5 separate regions of the Mus musculus genome follow, and all the other regions are linked to region 1. The links are chromatin contacts, called in public HiChIP or PLAC-seq and promoter capture Hi-C maps. All regions are on one chromosome and are shown on one strand. Each heading gives the region's core, a stretch centred on a gene start, on an enhancer-like site or on the middle of the called end of the contact. The rest is flanking DNA. Distances are from core to core; before and after follow the strand shown.

Region 1 (4,268 bases), core at 1,134-3,633:
CTACCCACCCGCCCCCATCCCATTCATAAATCGGAGGCAAGGACCTCGAAAGACTTGTTTGGTCTGATTTTATTGATTTATTCCATCTTCCATCATTTTCCCCGGGAGTTTTTGGCTCCTTCCCCGGGCAAAGCCAGCCTTGGGCCACACAGCATGGCCCTCTTCCTCCTTTCCTCTCAGAATGTGAGGAGAACGCTGAGGCTGGAGGTCTCTTTCCTTCATCCAACCTTCCGGCAAAGGGAAACTCCAAAACTGGACAAAAGGGTAAAGTCTGCTGGCTGGGACTGAAGATCTTGACAAGGGAAAATCACCTGAACTTGGGGAGGGGGAGGACTACGGAGAGAAAAGAGGGAGGTGTAAAGGGTTAAAGGTCTGGGCAGTGGGGGGTGGGGGATGCCCCCAGGGAGCTGTCAATCACCTTCAAACCCCAACCACAGCCCCCACACCGCTAAACTGACCCTCATTCAAACATGGAAACAACCGGTTTGTCCATCACCAAGGTCCGTCCCTCTGTCCCTTTCTTTTGGTCTTCGGGCCTTAGCCGCTGTGCTCCCCTGCGGTGAAGGCTCTGCCCGCCCGCAGGGAGGACGGAGATGGTCACTAAGCTTTCTGCAGGCTTTCCCGGACGCCAGTCCTTGGATCTTCCACAAAGATGAGTAGAAAGAGCATCAGCCGGACCTCTCGGGTGCTTGAAGATCACTGTCATTTGAGGTCCCGCGGGCCACAGCCCATAAAATGCAAAGCAAAGATCAGCCAAATTTCAGAATCGATGCTCCCTCCTGGAGCCCTCAGTCTGTCCGGGGAACCCAACTTGCCCCCGGGTAGAAGAGGTCCGACGCTCATAGTTCTTCCAAGTTGACCCACCAGGATTTGAGACCCGGGGGCTCAGGGACAGCGGGTCCTCCCATCTGCCACTTCCACAGCGGGTGGGCAGGCGGCGGCTTGGCGTCTCCCTGGAGGCGAAGCGAGGAAGCCGGCCCTAGGTCTCCGTTCTCTTCCACCACCAGAGCTGGGGGACAGGGGAAGCAGTCAAGGAGGCTGAAGGTGCTCGATGTAGGAAGCGTCGGGACGGGCCGCCGTGGCTGCACACTGGGCGGGGGCGGCGCTGGCCGCCGTCGTTTCTTGGCTGCTCCACGGGCTTTGGCCGCGGGCCGTTCGGGCCCTCGGCGCAAACTTGGAGTGTCCAGGGCGAACCCCTTCGCGTAACACCAAAGTTTCGAGCGGCGGATCAGGCGGTTGAAATGTTCCTGGCGGAGATCGCGGGGCGGGTCCGGTGCTGCGTCTGCCGTCGAGGGGCTGAGCGCGGGTGCCTCAGGCGCGGTCGGCGCAGGGTCTCCACCCCCTGGAGCCTCGGAGGCCGGCACAGGCTGCTCGGAAGGCGCAGGCTCCGGGGAGAGGCCCGCAGGTGGCGACGGAGGCGGGGAGCCGGGCTCAAGGGGCGGACTGCTAGCTGCATCAAGACCCCGGGCTGGCCTGGGCGGGGACCAGGCGGGGTTGGTCGGAGAGTCCTGAGGACGCAGGGGAGCAGGGCAGCGGCCCGGAGGTGCGCAGGAACCAGCGCCGAAGTGCGGGAAGCCGCCTCCGCCCTCTTCCTCCTCTCCACCGCCTGGGCACACCGCGACGTCTGCATCCTCGCGGGCCGGGGAGCTCACGTCGCTCGGCCGCCCGGCCTGTCCCCCGAGGTGCTTCAGGCCGTCCGCGGCCCAGCCTCCTGTGCATGGCGAGGCCGGGGGGCCCAGCAGCACCGGGGTCCGCGGCGCCAGCTCTCCAGGCCCCAGGCCCAGGGAGGACGGCCGGGGTTTGGCAAGGGCGCAGAAGGCGAGGGCACGCAGGCACAGTGGGGAGAACTCTGGGGTCCCCCGACGCGGCTTCAGGGGCGTAGGCGAGCAGGGAGACCCCCGCGGGGAAGCGGGCACTGCCAGGCGGGGAGGAGGACACAGAGTCTCCATGGAGCAGCCTTGGGGGTCGCCCACTGCGGGGGCCCTGGTCCCAACGGCGGGATACCCCGGCGGCCCGAAGAGCCTGCGGGCCAGGGGAACATCGCCCCCCGTCGACGGGGAGGTCTGTGCTCACGGGCGTCCGGGGCCCACCACCAAGAGCCCGCGGCGGCGCTCCGGCTCTCTCCTCGGTATCGTCACGCGGCCCTCGCCGCGGCCGGACTCCTGGGTCCCCGCGCGTCCCCGGTGCGATCGGTCGCGCTTCCTGCCGCCGCGTTCCCGGCGCAATGCCCGGCACGATCACCCCTCAACGCCGAGGCGGGGGCAAACAAAGCAGCCGGCGCTCGCCGCCGGCGGGAAGGACCCCGGCCCGGCGCCCGGTGCCCGGGCCCAGCGGCGGGGAGGGCGCCTTCCGCCCTCTCAGCTTCTTTCTTCCCCGCTGGCTCCGGAGACCGCGTTATAGAGAACTGCCCCCTCGCTGCCCCAATACCAGCGCCGCGGCTGCGAGCCCGCCTCTGATTGGGCGCTGCTGCTCTGACGTCACGTAGACCCCACCCCTCTGGCGGCACGGCCCCCGTCCCCATTCCGCACACAGACACACACACGTGGACCCGGAGCTGCTGGGCTGGAGGGCGGAGAGCAGGGACGCGTGGATCTAGGCGCGCGCGGGTGGAAGTGCGAGGGGCCAGACGCACGGCTCCTGGTGGCCTGTTGATGGCCTGGGATCGTTTTAGCTGGTCGCAGGTCCAGTCACTTGTTTACCCAGTAGAAGTCGCGGTTTTTCCGCATCTGTAAAATGGGAAAGTTTGTTTCAGCCCTTTGGAAGAAAATGGTGCTCCGTGAATTCAGAGAGACAAACTCAAAACCAACGTAGAGGAAAAAGATGAAGCCGAGCGTCGGTGGCTTAAGAGCTTGGTGTAGCAAGGAGTCGCTTGCTAAGAGTGTCCTGTGGTCTTTGCTCAGGGCCGGTAGAACAGGGGCCTGGCACTCGGGAACTCAAAAGCAAACAAAAACGCTTGTAGAGTGAATGATTAGGAATTCGCTATATATGTGCAAGATTCATAAAAGAAAAAAATAAATTTGGAGAAAGGGGAGCTTCGACACACCCACGGAAGACAATAAGCTGACTTTCTCTCCGTACTTGTTTCCTTTTCTTGGTGAAGTATGGAAGTGCCCCACATCTTAACGGAATTCCAACGCGCTGGCACCGTTGGGAGCCTCCAGATCCCAGGACTCGACCATCTGGATCCTGAGCGACCTGAATGGGTGGAAAAGACCAAAAACCTTACTCTCCATCCACAAACAAAAAGTGAATAATTTCCAGAACATGCTCTGATAATGTACACATCTCTCACATCTCTTCCCCTCTAGTTCCTACACAGCCTGCTCATTTGTGAAACTGGCTTGTTCCTTAGTGCTGACCTCTCCTCGGAGTCTAGAAAGAGCTGGTGCCCTGGCTGCACAGTCGAGCCCAGCGGCCAGTAGAGCATCCAGTCTTGATCACTGCTATATCCCTACTGCCCAAACGGCACAATAAACATTTGTGAGTCTTTGGGCTATTCATCGTCATCCTAAAATCAGGTTAGAAACAGCTGCTTTTCATCTGCAGAAGTACACGAGATTTATATGTTGGCTTGGACTAGGGGTAGGATGAGACTGAGGGATACAGATTTTTCTTCTGAGCCAGGGCAAAAGAAAGCTCTCCCTCCCTCGCTGATAGGGTCTCACCCACCATGTGGCCTGGAACTCCAGCGTCTGGCTTCACCCTCCCGAGTGCTACACTTAACATGTACAATCGCTTTTTCTGTACCAGGACAAATGATGCAGCTTGCATCCTCATCCTCCCAGCGGTGACAATAGACACACTGTTTTTCTAAATAACATCAAACAAGACCTGAGAAGAAAGGGATGGGAGGATGGGCCCCCCCCCCCCCCACACACACACCCTTTCCTTGGCAGAGACCCAAGGTAAAGCTTCAAAGTGGGACTTACTGATGAAGAGGGTTCAATATTCTGATCTCCCACTTCCCCTACCCCAGGTTTCCTCTAAGGAACAGCTGTCATGAAGTGGGTGGGTCCCTCTGGGGTCCTGCCAGGTCACATGTTTGAACTGGATCTAACCTCCAGGCTCCTTTGCCCATAGAGCCCTCACCCTACTTTAATCTCTCTCTCTCTATCTGGAAGACATTATAGAAGGTGGGTGATCTGCACTAGGGAGGGGGTTGGAAGCCTTAGCAGGATGTTTTTGGCTTAGAGAGAGAGACATCTAACTCCATGCTCTTCTCTAGGTTCTGTGACAGATGTCTGAGATCAGCCTTGGCCCACTGCAGG
Region 2 (4,268 bases), core at 653-3,152, 420 kb after region 1:
AGAGTGGCAGGGTCCCCAAGTGCAGGCACAGGGTAGCTACCTGGATAGCTTCAGTAAGACTCCATGCTAACCCTGCTCACTGCGGTGATGACCTTGACCTTGAATTAACCTCATATTCTTAAGGGTCCGGTCAAGATGGACAGAGAAGAAAGATGGTCGGTAGGAAGTGCTGTGTAGGAGCTTGTGACCCCAGAGAGCCTCAAGACACCGCCCATTTCTGGTTCTCACCACGTATTGCTTGGTCACAGGACCAGGACGGTAACAAACACCAGGGTGGAAGGGAGAAAGGAGGAAGTCTTGTCCTGAAGTCTAGGGAAGGGAGAGGGCTCCCTCCCACAGTATCCTCTCTTCCCATTTCCCGGCGCTCAGATAGCTTCCCACAGAACTTCATGAACATCTAGAAGTTGGGGAGGGGGCAGACTCATTAGGAGTGGGAGGTGGAATGTAAGCGACAGCCTCCCCCACCTCTTTCAGTGCCCGCAGTCTGGGCTCCGCCTGCCTTCATAGGAGAATAATTTATTCATTGTGACTCCCGCAAGAGTAACAATCATAGATAATTAGGGTTAATTATGACATTCATTAATTACGATGACTTCTTCTTTTGATTCTGCCCTCTCTCCTCCCCTCTCCTGGTTCTCCAAGCGGGGGGTGGGGCTGCCTCTGGCTCTGGAACCGCAACACTCCGGGTCCCCGCCCGCCACCGACGGCCCGCGCTGCCGCAGCCCCCAGCGCCGGCTTGAAAGCTGCGCACCCGGGGCCGCAGCCTTTCGGGCCCCCAGCCTAACCGGTCCGCGAGGTGCGTGCCAGGCTGCTGTGGGTCAGAGAGGGACGCCGGAGACACACAGAGGAGCACGTAGGGAAGCAAAGAGAAGCGGAGAGTCTGCACGCTCCGAGGAGACGGTTGTGGCTAGGAATTCAGAGGCAGGAGAGAGGGGGCCCCGGGGAGCCGCAGACAGCGATGTGGCGGCCCCGGGAGGGTGCGCCCCGCACGCACACACGCGCGCGTACACCGGCCCACACCCGCTACACACGGCCACACACGCCCTGCGCCTCCGCTGCGCCGATTCCCTCCAACAAAGCCGAGTTACAACCGCCCAGGAGGGAGCCGGAGCGCGTCGGCGCCTCGCGCGTTCTGGCGGGTCGTGCTCGTGTGATCTGCTCCTTGGGTCCCCTCGTCGCGAACCCTCTCCTCCTTCCCCGGCACGGCGCGCAGCCTTAGGAATCACGCGGGCCCGGTTTAGCTTCCGTAACCCCAAAGGGACCCAGCCACTGTGATCAGCGCTCCAAGTCAGAGATGCCCGGGCGGGGCCAGGCCTCGCACCCCACGACTTACCTTGGTTTCTTGGAGGGTGGAGACGGTCCCTGGGGGGGTATGGGTGGCCGCGTCATCCGGTTCATTCTCCTTCTCGCTCATTTCGGTCATGGTTGGGGTATAAAGGAAGAGAGGGTGCGGAGACCCGACGGCAGGCCCGCTGGGGTCAGGCTGTGAGTGGCGGGCGTCTCTTTGGGACTCTCAAGCCTTTCTCCAGGGGCAGCTCTTCAGTGACCCCAGGAGAAACCCTCCCAGGCAAAGCAGCCCCCTAACCCCAGGCACCAGGGGAGAAAGTTGTCGGTGTGGCAGGGGAGAGGGAGGCAATTACCCCGAGCCGCGGAAGCTGGACGACCCGGGGTGTGAGGACCAAGGGTCTGCAGAGGATGCTGCGCTCCGCGGGAGGAGGAGGGAAGTAGGGATGCGCGGATGTGCAAAGCCAGGGAACGACCGAGCTGTCCGAGTCCGGCCGGCTCCGCCGTCCTCTGCGCCCGCCCCCCATCTCCCTCCCCCTCCCCGCGCCGGCCCCAGCCTTGCACCCGGCGGCCCCTCCGCCCAGTCCTAGCCTCCCAACTTTGATTTAGGAGGTCGCCTGGTCCCTCCCCCTTCCCTCCGCCACTCCCCCGCGCAGCTATGCAAATGAAGGTTCTCAGCTATTGGCTGCGGTGGTGGCTAGGAGGGCCAGCTGGGTGGAGTCTTGGGGGGCTCGACAAGATGGGGAGGGGTTTGGAGGGTAAAGAAGCGGAGGGGTAGTTTTACAATGGAAAGCCCGAAATGGGGGCCGATAGGTGGGGAGACAAAATTGAAGGAGGGCTGGGACAATGATACTAGAGTCTGGAAATGCAAATAATTCGAGGATGCCGCAGAATAGCCGAGAGGAAAATCAAAGTTACAGCGTTCTGATAGTGCACATTGGAAGATGCCGCACCTTGACAGAGAAAAAGACCCGCTCGCCCCATTAACTTGATGCCTTTCTAGAATCTCATCAAATTATACATACCACTACTAGACTTATAGACGCTCCCTGAAGCAGAGAACAGGCTGTTTTGTGTGTGTTTATGATCCGCGTGCTCTTATGTCTGACTGTATGAGAAGCGCACGTGTGAGTTTGGTTGGCAGAGGTTAGCTTCCAGTTCCATTCCTCAGGAGCCATCTACCAAGAAATTTGAGTCTGAGTCTCTCATTGTAAGCCAATTTGGCTAGAGTGGCTGGCCGTGGAGCCCCAGAAATCCTGTCTACTTTCCCAGTGCTGTGGATTTGGCCCTTTTAAATAGAGGCTGGAGATTAAAGTCAGGCCCTTATACTTGAATGATTTTAAACTATCCTAGCGTGCCGGGGCGTGGTGGCACACACCTTTAATCCCAGCACTTGGGAGGCAGAGGCAGGAGGATTTCTGAGTTCAAGGCCAGCCTGGTCTACAGAGTGAGTTCCAGGACAACCAGGGCTACACAGAGAAATCCTGTCTCAAAAAACCAAACCAAACAAAACAACAACAACAACAAAAAACTATCCTAGCAGTCTACATTTTTTATTTTTGAGACAGGGTCTGTCTATGTCTCCCAGGTTGGCCTGGAATGCACTATGTAGCCCAGGCTGGCTTCAAACGCATCATCTTCCTGCTGCAGTCTCCCTAATGTTAAGGTTACAGACTGAAGACACCTTAATGAGTCAAAAGTGAAGCCAAACCAGGCATGGTGGTGCATGCCTATAATACCAGCAACCGAGAGCCAGAGGAAGCCATATCTCTCTGTGAATTTCAGGCCAGTCTCATCTACAAAGTAAGTTCAGACCAGTTAAGATTATAGTGAGATCCTATCTCAAAAGAAAAAATAGCCGGGCGGTGGTGGTGCACGCCTTTAATCCCAGCACTTGGGAGGCAGAGGCAGGTGGATTTCTGAGTTCCAGGCCAGCCTGGTCTACAGAGTGAGTTCCAGGACAGCCAGGGCTACACAGAGAAACCTGTCTTAAAAACTAAAAACAAAAAACCAAAATCAAAAACAAAAAAATAAAAAATAAAAATAAAACAAAACTCAAACTGAAAAAAAGGCTAGGGCAGACAGCTTTTCGTTGTGGATGGAAAATCAGGCAACCATGAGCCTTAGTTTTCCTGTCTGGACTTGAGCAGAAATGGACTTCCATTATCATCCAGGAAGTCTCCAAACCTCTCTAAGTTAGGCTCTTCTAAAATCCTGCAACACCTGAAATATGGTCACCCATAGGCCCTGGTGTTCTCTCCCCACTCAGTCTGAAGGTGCTTCCTCTTATTCCTCTTCCTCTTCTAAAATATCTTTATTCTTATTTTATGTGCATTAGTGTTTTGCCTACATGTGTAGGTGTGAGAGTGTCAGATTCCCTGGAACTGAAGTTACAGACAGTTGTGAGCTGCCACATGGGTGTTGGGAATTGAACCCAGATCCTCTGGAAGAGCAACCAGTGTTCTTAACCACTGAGCCATCTCTCCATCCCCTAAAGGTGCACCTTCTAATGCATGGCTATAAACCCGTACTTATTTCCCCAGGCCTTCTGTTTTTCAGCACCCTTCTGGCCCTGAGCCGATTTGGCCTGATCAAGGATGCTATGTGTGGATGGAGACACGTCTGGGCTCATGCGTGCTGCCTCCTCTGCTGTCGGTGGTGGCACTCAAGGACTCAGGTGATGGAAGCGACCAGCTCCATGTGAGGCCTGAAGGGCAGAGTGGCTATCCTCTCAAGGATAAGATTACCCTTGGAGCCTTACTCAGGCTCCTGTGTCCAGGAATAGAGCTCCCGATTGCCAGTGGTAGAATAGGACACGGGCAGGTGTTCAGGCTGCTGTGGGGGCTTAGATCCCTCCCCCCTCCAGCTCTATTACCTCCAGCTCAATGGCAGCTGCAGAATTCCTCTGGCTCCTGACTCTACTGAAAGGAACCAAGGTGGATACTGAACTCAGCCCTCCAAAGTGTCTCCCCAAAGGAACCCTC
Region 3 (4,268 bases), core at 1,202-3,701, 390 kb after region 1:
AGAGGGGGATGTCCTCTCCCCTGTATCTGGAGCTGAGGGGGCAGAGTGTGTGTTGTGCCCCCAGAGAGAGGAGGCAACCCAGGGCCTGGCTTGGTTCCTCCCCTGAGCCCCTGAGTAGGGAGGGAAAGACATTCAGCGCTTGAAGACATTTCTGAGGAAGGAAAAGAGGGAGGAGGTAGAGAACAGCCACATCCGGAGAAACTAAACATCCAACCTGTGGCCGGTGCCTAGGTGCCTCAGAGTAGGCTCAGCTTCCCACTCTGCCTCCACCCTAGCAGAACTTTCTCTCAGCCTCCGTCCTGGCAATCAGTGTTTATATTCCCCCCCAAGGCAGGATTCACTCTACTCCCACGCCAGCTGCTACTGCCCATGCCCCATCCCCATCATACTAACCCTGCTCCATCCATCTAAAGGCCCTGTGGCCCCACCCCAAGCTGAGACTAGAACATATACTCCTGCCAGTACCAGGTAAGATGGTTAATCTCTCTTAGTGGGCTCTAACTGGGGTGGGGGATCCTGTCTGACCTCTCATATGCCAAAGTTATGGCATTGAGTGTCTCTTTGCTTCCTATATGGGAGCTGCTTCTGTGCCCCCCTCATACACACACACACACACACACACACACACACACACACACACACACACTCATATTTCATATTCTTGGCCCTTGCCCAGTACAGGATGGGCAGAATGCCCAAAAGCTCCTGCCCCTAACCTCTATCCCAGACTTTCTTTGACCAAAGAGCCTAGAGGCACCTCAGCGACACTGCAGGCTCTGGCTCCTGAGACCTGGTGACAAGGAAGCTGGTGAGCCAGGCATAGTGACTCACACCTGTGATTCTCTACTCTTTGGAGGTAGAGGCAGGAGGATCATAAGTTCAAGGCCAGCATTGACTATATAAGATTCTATCACACACACACACACACACACACACACACACACACACACACACACACGAATAATAGGACTGAATATTCTATGATCCTCTTTCCTTCTCTAAAACTGAGCATACAGCTAAACTAGTTTTGAGGCTCTCTACAGACCTAAGAGCATTCTACAGTGAACCTCAAGACTCTTTCACAGCACTACCTCACCCCAGCTGGGCAAAGGGAGTGGCCTTCAGAGGGACAGGGGACAGCTGAAAGGAAGGCATCAGTCAGCTGCCTCCCAGACTCCAAGGGGCCTGGGGTGGAGAGACGAAGTATTTTTAGGTCTGACCTGACCCCCCCCCCCATACACACCCATCAACCACATCATGTTGCTTACAGTTGCTCCAGGCTGGCCACAGCAATGCAAGTGTTAATGCTATCCTTGGAGAAGGACAAGTCCTAGAGAAATCCCCTGGCATGGCCACCACATGCCCTGCTGGTCATTCTAGGGGGACCTTGTATGCCCAAGAACGCCCCTACCTAGGAATAACCCAGGCACATAGGAAAAGTGAACGTGCTAGAGGGCAGCGCCCCTCCCCCAGGTAAAACAGCGACCTCCACTCCAAGACAGTGAGTTGGCACCCATCCAACTTTCCAAACTTTGGCGGCTCCCACCCCTTGGGGCAGGGGGTGGGGTAAGCTAATGTGGGTGTTGGGAGTAGGGAAACATCCAAGACAGGGATGGAGACCAGGTGACTAGGGGAGGGCCTCCCTGAGCTGATCTCTTCTCCACCTTCGAAAGCCAATGTCTGAGCCTTCGAAGGCCTGTTGGCAACGCCCTCTGACCATCGTCTAGGCCTTTTCCCAGTATTACCCCCGCCCCACCCACACCCACTAGCGCCCCTAAACGTGCTCTGCGTCGCCCCCCTCGCCCGATTCGCTCTCCAGCCTCCCTCCAACTCCGCTTCTCAAGGCCTGGATTCCCCCCAACCCCCATCAGCATCCCCGCTGTCAGCCTGCTGGAGCCAGTACCCCAGCAGCAGGAACCTGGACGCGGGGGAGACCTGGAGGCGAGGTTGACAGGCATTCCAACCGCCTCCTCTCCGCTCCGCAGCACCGCAACCCGACTCGGACCAATAGTCCATCGATCATTAACCCTCGAGAATGGAGGGTCGCGCAGACACCCCTCTCCCATCCACGCGGGGCATATAACCCTTTCCTTCCCGGGGCTTTCCAAGCCGACCCCAAGATCCGTAGGAGCGGCCCTTTCCCTCGAGCTTGCCACCTCGCCTTACCTGTGGGCTGGGGTCGAAGACCTCCATAGGGATCTCTTGGGAAGGTGGGTAAGGGCCCCGGGACATGCCGCTCTTCTGGACCATGGAGAGGATCCTCCGGTCCGGCCGCCCTCCCAGCCCAGCCGGGCGCTCTCAGCGCATGGGAGAGGCCGTCCGAGCCCAGAGCAGCGCGGCGTCGCGCAGCCAGCACCGGGTGCAGTCTCCCAGCTGGACCTCCGGCTGCACGCTCGCCGCCTTGCTTGCCCTCCCGGCTCGCGCTGTGCTCTCTGCGGCCGCTGCCGCCGTCGCCGCCGCCGCCGCCTCCGCCCCTGAAGGTTCAGCATCTCCCCCCGCCCCTCCCTCGCTCCCGCCCCGCGCCGCGGCCCCGCCCCTCGAGCCCCTCAACCGGCTGCGCGCAGACAATGGCCGAGTGGCGTAGCCCCGCTGGCCTCCAGAACGTGGAGGGGCTCGATCGCTGTCCTCCGATTAGACTGGGATGAGGGCGGCCTGCAGGGGACTAAGGGGAAACCGGCCTTGAGGCTGGGATGGAGGTGGGGGGCGTTTACCAGTGTGTGCCAAGCGTTGATGGGGGGGTGGGGAGGTGGTGAAACGCCGCTCGGTATGACTGGTACCGCCTCCCTTTCTGTCCCAAACTACTCTCTCAGCTGGTCTCCCTGAGCGACTCTAGCTTGGGCCACCGGAACTTCCCGGTCCCTGTGATCCTGGGACCTGCCTTTAACTCCTTTCTCCCCAGTGTCAGGCCCAGGCCGCCATGAAACTAGCTGAGTAGACCTCCCTCTCCAACCGGGCTCTAGGTCTACTGGCCCCAGCCGGGCCTGGATGATGGGGTGAGTGTCCAAAGAAGGCCACCAGGGACATTAGGATTGCTATCCAGGGACCCAGGAATGCTTCGACCTCATCAGTTACTGAGGTCTCATAGGCTCTTCCAAAAGGCCAGGAGTCAGGCTTGGCAAGTCCCTGTTGCTTCTAAGAGAAGGGGAAGAGGAGGAAGTATAAACGGGGGGAGGAGCTATTCAAAATTATACACCATGACTGTTGACCTAGGGTTGTCTCTCTCCTTTATCCTTGACTGAGGAACAAATGTCCCAGAACTGTGGCTCCGGCTCAGCTGGTTATTGGATCCTAAAAGGGTCGACCTCCACCAAGCAGTGGTGGAGCACACATTTAATCCCAACACTATGGAGACAGAGGCAGGTCAGCCTCATTTACATAGTGACCCTCAGGACAACCTGGGCTACATAGAGAAGCCCCGTCTCAAATAAACAAACAAGCATTCTTTGTTTCCTACAGTGTTGCTAATACTATGGTATCTTTGCCCACTGAAATTCTTGGCAAGATGAGAGAACAGTAAGAGGCCCAGAAGCTGGGTCTGATGGTGTACAGCCATGTTGGGGGCTTGAGGCCAGCCTAGATCACATCATGAGTTTGAGGCCAGCCTTAGCTACATAGAGAGACCCTGTCACAAAACATGAATGAACAAGGAGGCTGGAGAAATGGCTCAGTGGTTAAGAGCACTAGCTATTTGCTCTTCCAGAGGTCCTGAGTTCAATTCCCAGCAACCACATGTTGGCTCACAACCGTTTGTAATGGCTTCTGATACCCTCTTCTGATGTGTCTGAAGACATCTACAGTAACTCATATAAATAAAATAAACCTTAAAAAAAAACATGAATGAACAAACAAAAAAAGTCCCACAACAAAAAAATGATGGCTGGGCTTCTGGGGGTGCTTAATGAGCAGCATGGGAGCCATCTGTGGCAAGAGGACCAGTTCTTCCTCCTCCATCCAGCTCAGAGAGCAGAGAGATAAGAAGATGAAGCCGGAGCCAGTCATGGTGGCGCACGCCTTTAATCCCAGCACTCGGGAGGCAGAGGCAGGCAGATTTCTGAGTTCCAGGCTAGCCTGGTCTACAAAGTGAGTTCCAGGACAGCCAGGACTATACAGAGAAACCCTGTCTCGAAAAACAAACAAACAAAAAAGATGAAGTCAGGCAGTGGTGGTGCACGCCTTTAATCCCAGCACTTGGGAGGCAGAGTGAGGACAGCCTGGTCTTCTACAAAGTGAGTTCCAGAACCAGGGCAGTCAGGGCTACACAGAGAAAC
Region 4 (4,268 bases), core at 791-3,290, 360 kb after region 1:
ACCATCAGTGACCCCTTCCTGGGCCTGGAGGCCATCTTCCTCTCTGCCTGACTACAGGCTGCTTCTGGGCTCTCCTCAGTAGACTCCTTCCTTCTTCAGGTCATCGATGCCTCCTGTGTCCCTTGTAAGGATGATGATGGGAACAAGACTGTAGGGATGGAGGAACACCAGCCCTGATGGGGACACCATTGCCCCAGGTGGAGCTAGGCCTCCTTGGGTCCCCCACTCCCACCCCCTCATTGACCTCAGGGGCTCTATCATACAGAGCAAGCAGCCAGTCTCCATGAAGGACCCCTCCCAGCCTTCCCCATTCCCCCACATCCTCAGATGGCCTCTACAAAACCTTACTACCAAACCCAGCCCAACCTGGGATGAGTCAACAATTGCCCTGACGGCTTTTTACAGCTTCCTAGGGTCTAACCTCAATCTCACTTGCTGCAGATGCCCGATGTCTTCCAGATGAATCTAAAAGCAGAGACGGCTAAGTAGTCTGTACTTACAAAAGTGACACTTGTCTCTGGGTCCCCTGATGTAGCCAGCTCCCTTCCTCAACCCTCTCCTCGGCCCAAATCCCTCATCAACCCAGCCATATCTGAGTTCAGGAAACACACCAGCCTAAGGCTGAAAAGGACTCGGGACTTAACCCACTCAGTCCCTTTCTAGTTACCATTTTAAGATAAATTATCAGTTGCCTGTACCTGTCCGAGAAGTAAAGAATATCTTAAGGGGGAAAAATAATCTTTCATAACTCCACCTTCAAGAGCCAAAGATTTAGTCAAGAACCTCTTTTTATACATCAAAAACTGAGCCCAGAGAAAGTAACTTGGGTAAGTAACTCGCCCAAGGTCACACAGCAAGTGAGACAACAGAACTAAAAGCTAAGTGCTCAGCTACCTTCTGTGGGAGCCACCATGGACACCGATGGGTCCACACTAGTCTCTGGACATGTGACTTCTCTGTCCTCTACCCCCGCAGTCACCACCAGCATCCTCCACTCATACCATCTCATCCCAACCCAGATTCATTTGGACTACCTACCTACCGTGACCATCAAAGTCAAGAACACAGTTAGGCACTATGCTGACACAACAGCAAGTGGGACACTCACTTCCCTTTTAAGGAGCTTGTGAAATCACCCTTATTCCCAGCCCCCACCTCCCCGAGAAAGCCTGGGTGCAGAAACTAAACCATATATATTTTTAAAAACGGCCTTTCTTGATAACGTGAGGGATTCAAAGTAGATCCCTGAAAGGACCTCAAGAGGAAGAAATGGCTTGAGAAACTGGTCTAGAGGAAAGAGGAGTGTGCAGAATGGAAGCTCCTCCTCCACCCTCACCCCCTTACCTCCATGCTCAGCCTGTGCAACTGAGAACCGAGCAGAACCTAGCAGGGGGGAGAAGGGAACCCTTGACCCTGGGAGATCGGGGAGCAGCTGGCTGCTTTTTCCTGGGGTCCCTGCCTCTCCACCAGTACGCAATAGGTAGGGGAAGCAAGTTAGACGGCCAGGCTGGTGCCAGGATGTCTCCCATCCTCCGGCGACTCCCACGCAGTCACAAGCCCAACTGGGACCCCACCTAGAGCAGCTGAGAGAGGCAGCAGGGAAGAGCATGGAAAAGAAAAGCAAACGCCTCTCTGAAATGATCGCCGGTCCCTGTGACTATTCTGGAGACCCCGGCCTGGGTCCCTCCACGTCCTTCCGACAGCAGTAGGAGGTGCGCACCCTCTGTGCGCACACAGAGAAAGTAGGGTCCTTGTCCCCTATCCCTGGCGTCCTGAGGACAGGACCCAGGTCCCGCTGGCGGGTCTGCACCTGCCCTGGCCGCGCGTCCTACCTGCGGGTGTTGCGGGACTGAGCGCGCGCGCGGCCCCGCGGAGTAGCAGCAACTGCAGCAACCAGAGCTGAGCTCGCATGGTGGGCGCGGACGACCTCCGGGTCTGCGCGGCGGCGGCGGCGGCTGCAGAGGGAGCAGCCCCGGGCTGGGCGAGCGGGGAGCGGGAGCGGAGCGGGCAGGGCGAGCGAAGCACGGCGCTGCGGCCTTGGGGAGCGCGGGCGGGAGAACCCAGAGGGCGGGGCGCAACGCTGGGGTCCCCGCCTCCCGGAGCTCCGCGCCGCACCCCACGGGACCCGGGACCGCGCCGGGACATCTCTGGTTACCGAGAGAACCCCGCTGCCCCAGAAACCTAAGTAAAAGGCCGAGGTGAAGGGCCCCAGGAAGCGCCCCTACTTGGGCCGTTGGCTCCCACCACCCATCCCAAGAGCATGCGACTTTCTGAGCTAGTCCTTGTACTTCTGTGGCTTCCTGGTGTTCTACATAAGTGCACACACAGACACGCACCAGGAATCTCCCGCAGTCGAACCGCGCCCCCCCCCCCCGCCCCCCAGCTTCTACCCCAGAAGAGGCACGAATTGCGTCTCCCCAGTTGACTGCTTCACAGCCCATCTCCAGCACCGACCCCACCCCATTCCATCCCACACCCACACCCCCCTCCCGTCCAGCAGACATGTAGGTGCTCGAGACTGGCACATTCCCACTTTGAAACAGCTCGGTGCCCCTTCCACAGAAAGGCCAGATCAGTCCAAGATAGACCCAGAGCCAGAAGTGGCGCCCACTGCCACCACACTTTACCGGACTCTGGGAATAGGGCACTTCCCCCCCACCCCACCCCCTTCAAGTATGGAATAAAAATACCCGCAATTTAGGAGATTTAATAGACGGCATGGAATCAGGTCAAGGCACGAAGGTGCCTGTGACCTACTTCATGGGAAGGAGAAGAACTGGGGCCTAGAGAGTGGAGAGGACTGAGGGGCCCCTGGCTTCCTCTGTGTAGGGGACCTGGAGAGTGCGGAAAGAAAGGGTGCAGAGACTGCTTCCTGGGACTTATCCCCAGAAGAAGGCTGCAGCTGGGGACAGAAGTAGAGTGTGGGCTTAAGTAGGTGAGTGGCCTGGCACTGAGGTCAAAAGAAGGACCAAGAAAGGAAATGAATCCCAGTGTCACTCTCCTCTGGGTCCAAAAACCTAGAGGTGGTCTCCCCAAGACCTCAATATAATATTATGTAATACTATGAGCCAAGGCAAGCCCCGCAACCAAAGGGACTTTTGTTAGTTTTCCAGGTAAGGACTAACGCCGTCGACCAGGTTGGTTTCGAACTCACGATCACTCTTCAGTTTATTGAAGGGATTACAGAGGTGAGCCCACCAAACCTAGCCAGCCATTGACTTTCTAATTCCTTGCCTGAATTCTCCCAGGACAGCCTCTGGGGTATCGAAGAAACCGTCCCTTCCAGATGTGGCCTCCTACCGCCACCCAGTGGACCCGTGATGAGCCACGGGGCTGCCGTTTAGCTGATCTCTTGAAGAGTTAAGAGACTGCCCGCGCAGGCGCCGCGAAGGGCCTCTATAGTGTTCCAAGATGGACCTCCAGCCTCAATTCTGGTGTCGTCGTGCGCGGTCAGTCTCGGTGCCCGTTCTCCATAAAGTCTTGTATTGGGGCTCAGGCAAAAGCAACAACTTGGAAATATTAGAAGCAAATGGCGTGGACAAGTTTCTAACCGTAAGCCTCTAGAACTTGAGCATGCACGGGAAGTACTTCTCAGAACGCATATTTCTAGCCCCACCCAGGGATAGTTCACTGGGTCAGAGAGGAGGCCAAGAATCTTCATGTCTAGCACGAGCCCAAGTCCCGTGGTGCTAGTCACATTCGGAGAGCCACTGCCCTGAAAATTCCCAGTTCCTTACCACCGTCCCCGCTCCCTGACTGTTTGGGAGTTGGCGATGGAAATATTGCCATAAAAATATGCGGGACGTAATAAGGTCTTCCAAAGAAAAGAGTGAGCCTGCTAGGGGGCACCCGGATTTGAACCGGGGACCTCTTGATCTGCAGTCAAATGCTCTACCACTGAGCTATACCCCCTCTGCCGGTAGCTTTGCGTCAGTTACTACTTGGTGCTAGTCTAGCGCAGGCGCACTAAAGCGTCTTTAAAAGGGAAGACTGATTCGAAGTTATCAAGAAACACGAGGACCTGACCTACCAGATTACTAGCTTCAAAACAAAAGCTGTTTCCTGATGATCTGAGATTCCTTCCAAAGGCAGAAAAATACGTCCTCCAGAAGATAGAGGCGACGCCAGCGCTCCTCTGGGCGGATCCCACTCTTCAATTCCGCCGCGGCTTCTCTCTCCCTTCTACACACTCACGCTTACTTGTCCCTACCTTCTGCTTCCAACCTAACCCCAACCCTAGACACTCAGATCTTCCTAAGAGACAGGAG
Region 5 (4,268 bases), core at 823-3,322, 310 kb before region 1:
AGAGCCTCTGAGTGATAGGAAGTCCAGCCCCTGGGCTGGAAATTTCAGCATAGAGGGTAGGACATGCCAGCCATGCCCTGTAACAGGTAAGGACTAAGGGATGCTGGGAGAACCTGGAGCCCAGGTCTGCTTTGGCATATTAAATATCCAACTTAGCCTCTTGTCGTGAGTCTGAACCCCCCCCCAATATATATATATATATATATGTGTGTGTGTGTGTGTGTGTGTTGTATGTTTGTGTGTATACATATACATACATGTACACACACACACCCTGCTGCTAACAAGGACTCCTATTCTTTAGGTTCAATTTAAAAGTCTTACTAGGCCGGGCGTGGTGGTGCACACCTTCAATCCCAGCACTCAGGAGGCAGAGGCAGGCAGATTTCTGAGTTCGAGGCCAACCTGGTCTACAAAGTGAGTTCCAGGACAGCCAGGTCTATACAGAGAAACCCTGTCTGGAAAAAACAAAACAAAACAAACAAACAAACAAAAGTCTCACTAGGAAAAATGGGAAAGAAAAGTCTGCCTTATAGGATTTCCTTTTCACTGTTGTTTAAGAGATTTTTAAATGTGTGTGGATGCTTAGCTGCCTATCTTTATGTGTACCATGTGTGTAATGCCCTCAAAGTCCAGAAGAGGGCATCAGATCCCCTAGAATTGGATTTACAGGGGCATATGCGTCACCATGTGGATGCTGGGACCCGAACTTGGGTCCTCTGCCAGAGCAGCAAGGACTCTTTTTTTTTTTTTTTTTTAAGATTTATTTATTTAATGTAAGTACACTGTAGCTGTCCTCAGACACTCCAGAAAAGGGAGTCAGATCTTGTTACGGATGGTTGTGAGCCACCATGTGGTTGCTGGGATTTGAACTCCTGACCTTCAGAAGAGCAGTCGGGTGCTCTTACCCACTGAGCCATCTCACCAGCCCAGCAAGGACTCTTAACACCTGAGCCATCTCTATAGTTTCTATTTTCTTTTTTAGTTTTTGTTTGTTTGTATTTTTCTGAGGGAGGGTTTTCTCTGTGTAGCCCTGGCTGTCCTGGAACTCTCTTTGTAGACCAGGCTGGCCTCGAACTCAGAAATCTGCCTGTCTCTGCCTCCCGAGTGCTGGGACTAAAGGGGTGCGCCACCATGCCTCAAATTTTCCAAAACAGCTAATCAAAAGTAACAGTGACCACCTAAGAATCCATCTCAGAGTGAACCAAATCATATTAGGTACTGATAGGGAATTAGCTTGCAGTAGCCGAGAAACTGAGCAGAGGCCAGGCAGACATGGGTTAGGATGTGTTACATAGTCTGTGTGGCTCCAGGATGACCTGGTTATCACACTGGGATTCCTTTAACCACTGAATGTGAAGCGATTTTGGAGTTGTTAAACTCTATGTACCTGACTCTCAGTTCTGCCAATTATTTGTTTAAATTTGAATTACATATTTAGTATCTCTGGCCCAACCATATATGTAAAAGCAGGAATATTTATTGCTTGTGGTGAGGATTAAGTTGATATATGTAAAATGCTTAAATTGCCAGGCGCCTAGTAAACAATTTTGAAATACCAGTTATTACCAAATTTGGTAAGTGGTATTTTTGGAAATGATATGTTTTGGGAAATGACAGATTCTTGTTAACCCACGTGCCTTTTGCTTTTCAGTAATCACAGCGGTCAGCTTCCCTAACGGAAAGGTATGAAAGAATTTTCACATAGAAAACTAGGTTGGTTAAAGGTTTAAGGTTATACTGCATTTTGAGGTCAGAAACACACCCAGAAACTATCATTTTCGCCCTAAATACCTCCAGTGAATTCCTTGTAATGAAAGAAAACACTTATCTTAAAGGCTTCTGATTTCAGAGGGAAGCACTTTTTCGTTTTTTTCACCGATTGTAAATAAGGTGTAACAATGTGTTAAGGAACCAGGAATGCAGCAACCAGAGTCCCACAGAAGCCTCCTGCGCAGGCGCAGCTGGCTCTCCCCGTCTCCGACTGGCGCGTGACAGCCGTGCGGTTTACCCTACTTCCAAAGTGGTTTCATTGCGCACGCGCGAACCCACTGCGCGTGCCCGCGCGCCCCTCCCCTGGAGAGCGTGCGCGTGCGCGCGACTCACCTTTCGGCCTGGGGCGCGCGCCCTGGAAAATTCCACTCCCCAGCTCGCTCCGCCCTCTGCGCCTTTTCTCCGGCTCGGTGATCTGCGGCTAGGCTAGCATCCCGGCGGCCTTTGCGCGAGCAAAATGGCGGCCCCCGTACCTCGGGGCTTGTCCTCCTTATACAGGACTTTGGGATGGTGGTCTCGGCAGGTGGGTAGAAATGAAGCGAATGAAATTTTTAGGGACACAAAGAGGAGGATAGAGTAGAGGGGAATAATCATGCTGTGGGCGTTGCTGAGTTTGGACCATACGAGTCAGACTTCATCTGGAGAAGAATTTGAGGTGTATGCGATCCCCTCTAGACAAGTCTCTCTAGACAGCCTAGACGAGGCTGAGCATTAAGCTTCTTTACGTTAATTCTAGTCTTTGGAGAGAAGATGTTAAAAAGGAAAGTAATGGCTTGGAAGATGAACCAGCTCTTTTACATTCTTAAAAAATTTTTTTTTGAAAAGGATAGGAGTTTTGTCTTATCCTAGAGGGAAAAGGTCACCTGACTTCGTAAAAGTTTATTGGTCAGTTAGGAGCTAGAAGCAATTTGCTTCTGAAAAAGCAAAACAGAAGTGTGGGGGAAATGCCAGGGAGATCTTGTTTAATGCTTTAGTAATAGCATTCCACTCTTTTCAGAAATGGGTTAAGTGAGGTTTACAATTAAACTGAAAGTTCTTTGGCACTAGGACCTCTGCTTTAATCATCTCTGTATACAGTAGTACTGCAGAATGTATTAAAGGAAAGTTTTTACTGTTGATTGATGTGAATACAGGTTATTAATTGGCTTGTGGCAAAAGCCATCCCTAGGTGTTCAAAAAGTAATATCGTTTCTCCATAATAGTCATTTCATAACTCCTGAAGCATTCTTTAATGGGATGTCTTTCTATAAGACTTTGCAAACAGTTTGCTCAAGATAGATTTATCCTTTCCAAATCACCTATACGCTAACTTTTTTTTTTCATCTCCCAGCCCATTCTGGTGACTCAGTCCACAACTGTAGTTCAAGTTAAAACCAAAAGCCGTTTTAGACCCCCAACTCCTGAACCCAAGTACAAAACAGAGAAGGAGTTTTTGGAGTATGCCAGGAAAGCGGGATTGGTCATTCCACAGGAACGGTTGGAGCGCCCTATACATTTGGCCTGTACAGGTAAGGAACTATTTCTGGGATCCTGGTTCAGTTCTCTATTGTCAGAGGTCTGGTGTATGCTTTAGACTCTGATTGATAGCAATAAATTAACCACTAAGTGGGGCTGGAGATATGACTTAGCGGGTAAGAGTACTGACTGCTCTTCCAGAAGTACTAAGTTCAATTCCCAGAAACCTCACTACCATTAGTGGCTCACAACCATCTGTAATGGGATCCGATGCCCTCTTCAGGTGTGTGTGTCTGAAGACAGCTATAGTGTGTACTCATATAAGTAAGTCTTTTTTAAAAAGATTAAAAAAAAGAATGAACCACCAAGTTCACCCTCAGTAATGATTTACTTTTATAAACTATATTTCAAAAAGTCAATTTTGTTTTGTTTTTACAGAACTTGGGGTTAGATATAGAACTAAACAAGCAGTCTACCGCTGAGCTACACACTCCTGTTCTCCCTTTCCTTTTGCCTTTACCACAGGTGGATCCTCCTACATAAATAGTAGCTGAGACCTAGGGCTGTACCTCTAGTCCTGCTCATGAGGTCATCCTTATTTGTTTATTTATTTATTTATTTATTTTATGTATATGAGTAAACTGTACCTGTACAGATAGTTGTGAGCCTTTATGTGGTTGTTAGGACTTGAATTTAGGACCTCTGCTCACTCCAGTCAACCTCACTTGCTCAGGCCCAAAGATTTATTTATTATTATAAATAAGTGGGGCCTGAACTCTGCAGCCAGTCCCACAACACCCAGAGGAAGCTCCACTCCCAGGCTCTCTAACACGCCCAAGATTACAGGATCCCAGAATCCCAGGATCACAGAGACAGCTGGACTCAGGAGTTCTGACACAACCAGGATCACAGGAAGGACAGACTCCAGTCAGATATATCGAGGGCAGGTAGCACTAGCAATAACCAGATGGCAGGAGGCAAGTGTAAGAACATAAGCAATAAAAAAATAATAAATAAATAAATAAAGAGCTGGGCGTGGC

Evidence for each region. Promoter capture Hi-C pulls out the DNA fragments that hold promoters and counts their contacts. HiChIP or PLAC-seq counts read pairs in DNA pulled down with a chosen protein or histone mark.
Region 2: a contact with region 1 is called in a FOXA1 HiChIP or PLAC-seq map of pancreatic cancer cells. The contact joins the promoter of Stac2 here to the promoter of Epop in region 1. A contact is called at or near these places in 1 of 39 promoter capture datasets (liver), 2 of 115 datasets of contacts at active chromatin or transcription factors (embryonic stem cells and pancreatic cancer cells) and 1 of 9 other capture datasets (liver).
Region 3: an H3K4me3 HiChIP or PLAC-seq map of embryonic stem cells shows a contact between it and region 1, with 7 times the contacts expected there. The contact joins the promoter of Cacnb1 here to the promoter of Epop in region 1. A contact is called at or near these places in 7 of 115 datasets of contacts at active chromatin or transcription factors (embryonic limb bud, embryonic stem cells, memory CD8 T cells and 2 more) and 2 of 9 other capture datasets (adipose tissue and embryonic stem cells).
Region 4: an H3K4me3 HiChIP or PLAC-seq map of embryonic stem cells shows a contact between it and region 1, with 10 times the contacts expected there. The contact joins the promoter of Plxdc1 here to the promoter of Epop in region 1. A contact is called at or near these places in 1 of 39 promoter capture datasets (embryonic stem cells), 10 of 484 Hi-C or Micro-C datasets (the G1E-ER4 cell line, differentiating embryonic stem cells, embryonic stem cells and 3 more), 8 of 115 datasets of contacts at active chromatin or transcription factors (embryonic stem cells, neural tube, pancreatic cancer cells and 1 more) and 2 of 9 other capture datasets (embryonic stem cells and pancreatic islet).
Region 5: a promoter capture Hi-C map of pre-B cells shows a contact between it and region 1, with 2.7 times the contacts expected there. The contact joins the promoter of Mrpl45 here to the promoter of Epop in region 1. A contact is called at or near these places in 3 of 39 promoter capture datasets (hippocampal neurons, liver and pre-B cells), 2 of 15 datasets of contacts at CTCF or cohesin (the NIH/3T3 cell line and large pre-B cells), 3 of 484 Hi-C or Micro-C datasets (all in embryonic stem cells), 11 of 115 datasets of contacts at active chromatin or transcription factors (astrocytes, embryonic forebrain, embryonic stem cells and 4 more) and 1 of 9 other capture datasets (embryonic stem cells).

Annotation. Positions count from the first base shown.
Region 1 is chr11:97,627,333-97,631,600 of GRCm38.p6, forward strand. Epop (elongin BC and polycomb repressive complex 2 associated protein) reads right to left here and starts at 2,384. Exons shown (of 1, transcript NM_175332.3): 1 at 55-2,384. The coding sequence starts at 1,949. The coding sequence ends at 840.
Region 2 is chr11:98,051,560-98,055,827 of GRCm38.p6, forward strand. It overlaps Stac2 (SH3 and cysteine rich domain 2), which reads right to left and starts at 1,903. Exons shown (of 11, transcript NM_146028.4): 1 at 1,334-1,903. The coding sequence starts at 1,423.
Region 3 is chr11:98,020,176-98,024,443 of GRCm38.p6, forward strand. It overlaps Cacnb1 (calcium channel, voltage-dependent, beta 1 subunit), which reads right to left and starts at 2,452. Exons shown (of 14, transcript NM_001282977.1): 1 at 2,167-2,452. The coding sequence starts at 2,250. It also overlaps a transcript of Rpl19 not described here.
Region 4 is chr11:97,984,406-97,988,673 of GRCm38.p6, forward strand. It overlaps Plxdc1 (plexin domain containing 1), which reads right to left and starts at 2,041. Exons shown (of 14, transcript NM_028199.3): 1 at 1,833-2,041. The coding sequence starts at 1,911. It overlaps n-TCgca55 (a tRNA gene), which reads right to left and starts at 3,912; the gene lies at 3,841-3,912.
Region 5 is chr11:97,313,644-97,317,911 of GRCm38.p6, forward strand. Mrpl45 (mitochondrial ribosomal protein L45) reads left to right here and starts at 2,073. Exons shown (of 8, transcript NM_025927.4): 1 at 2,073-2,296; 2 at 3,104-3,281. The coding sequence starts at 2,231.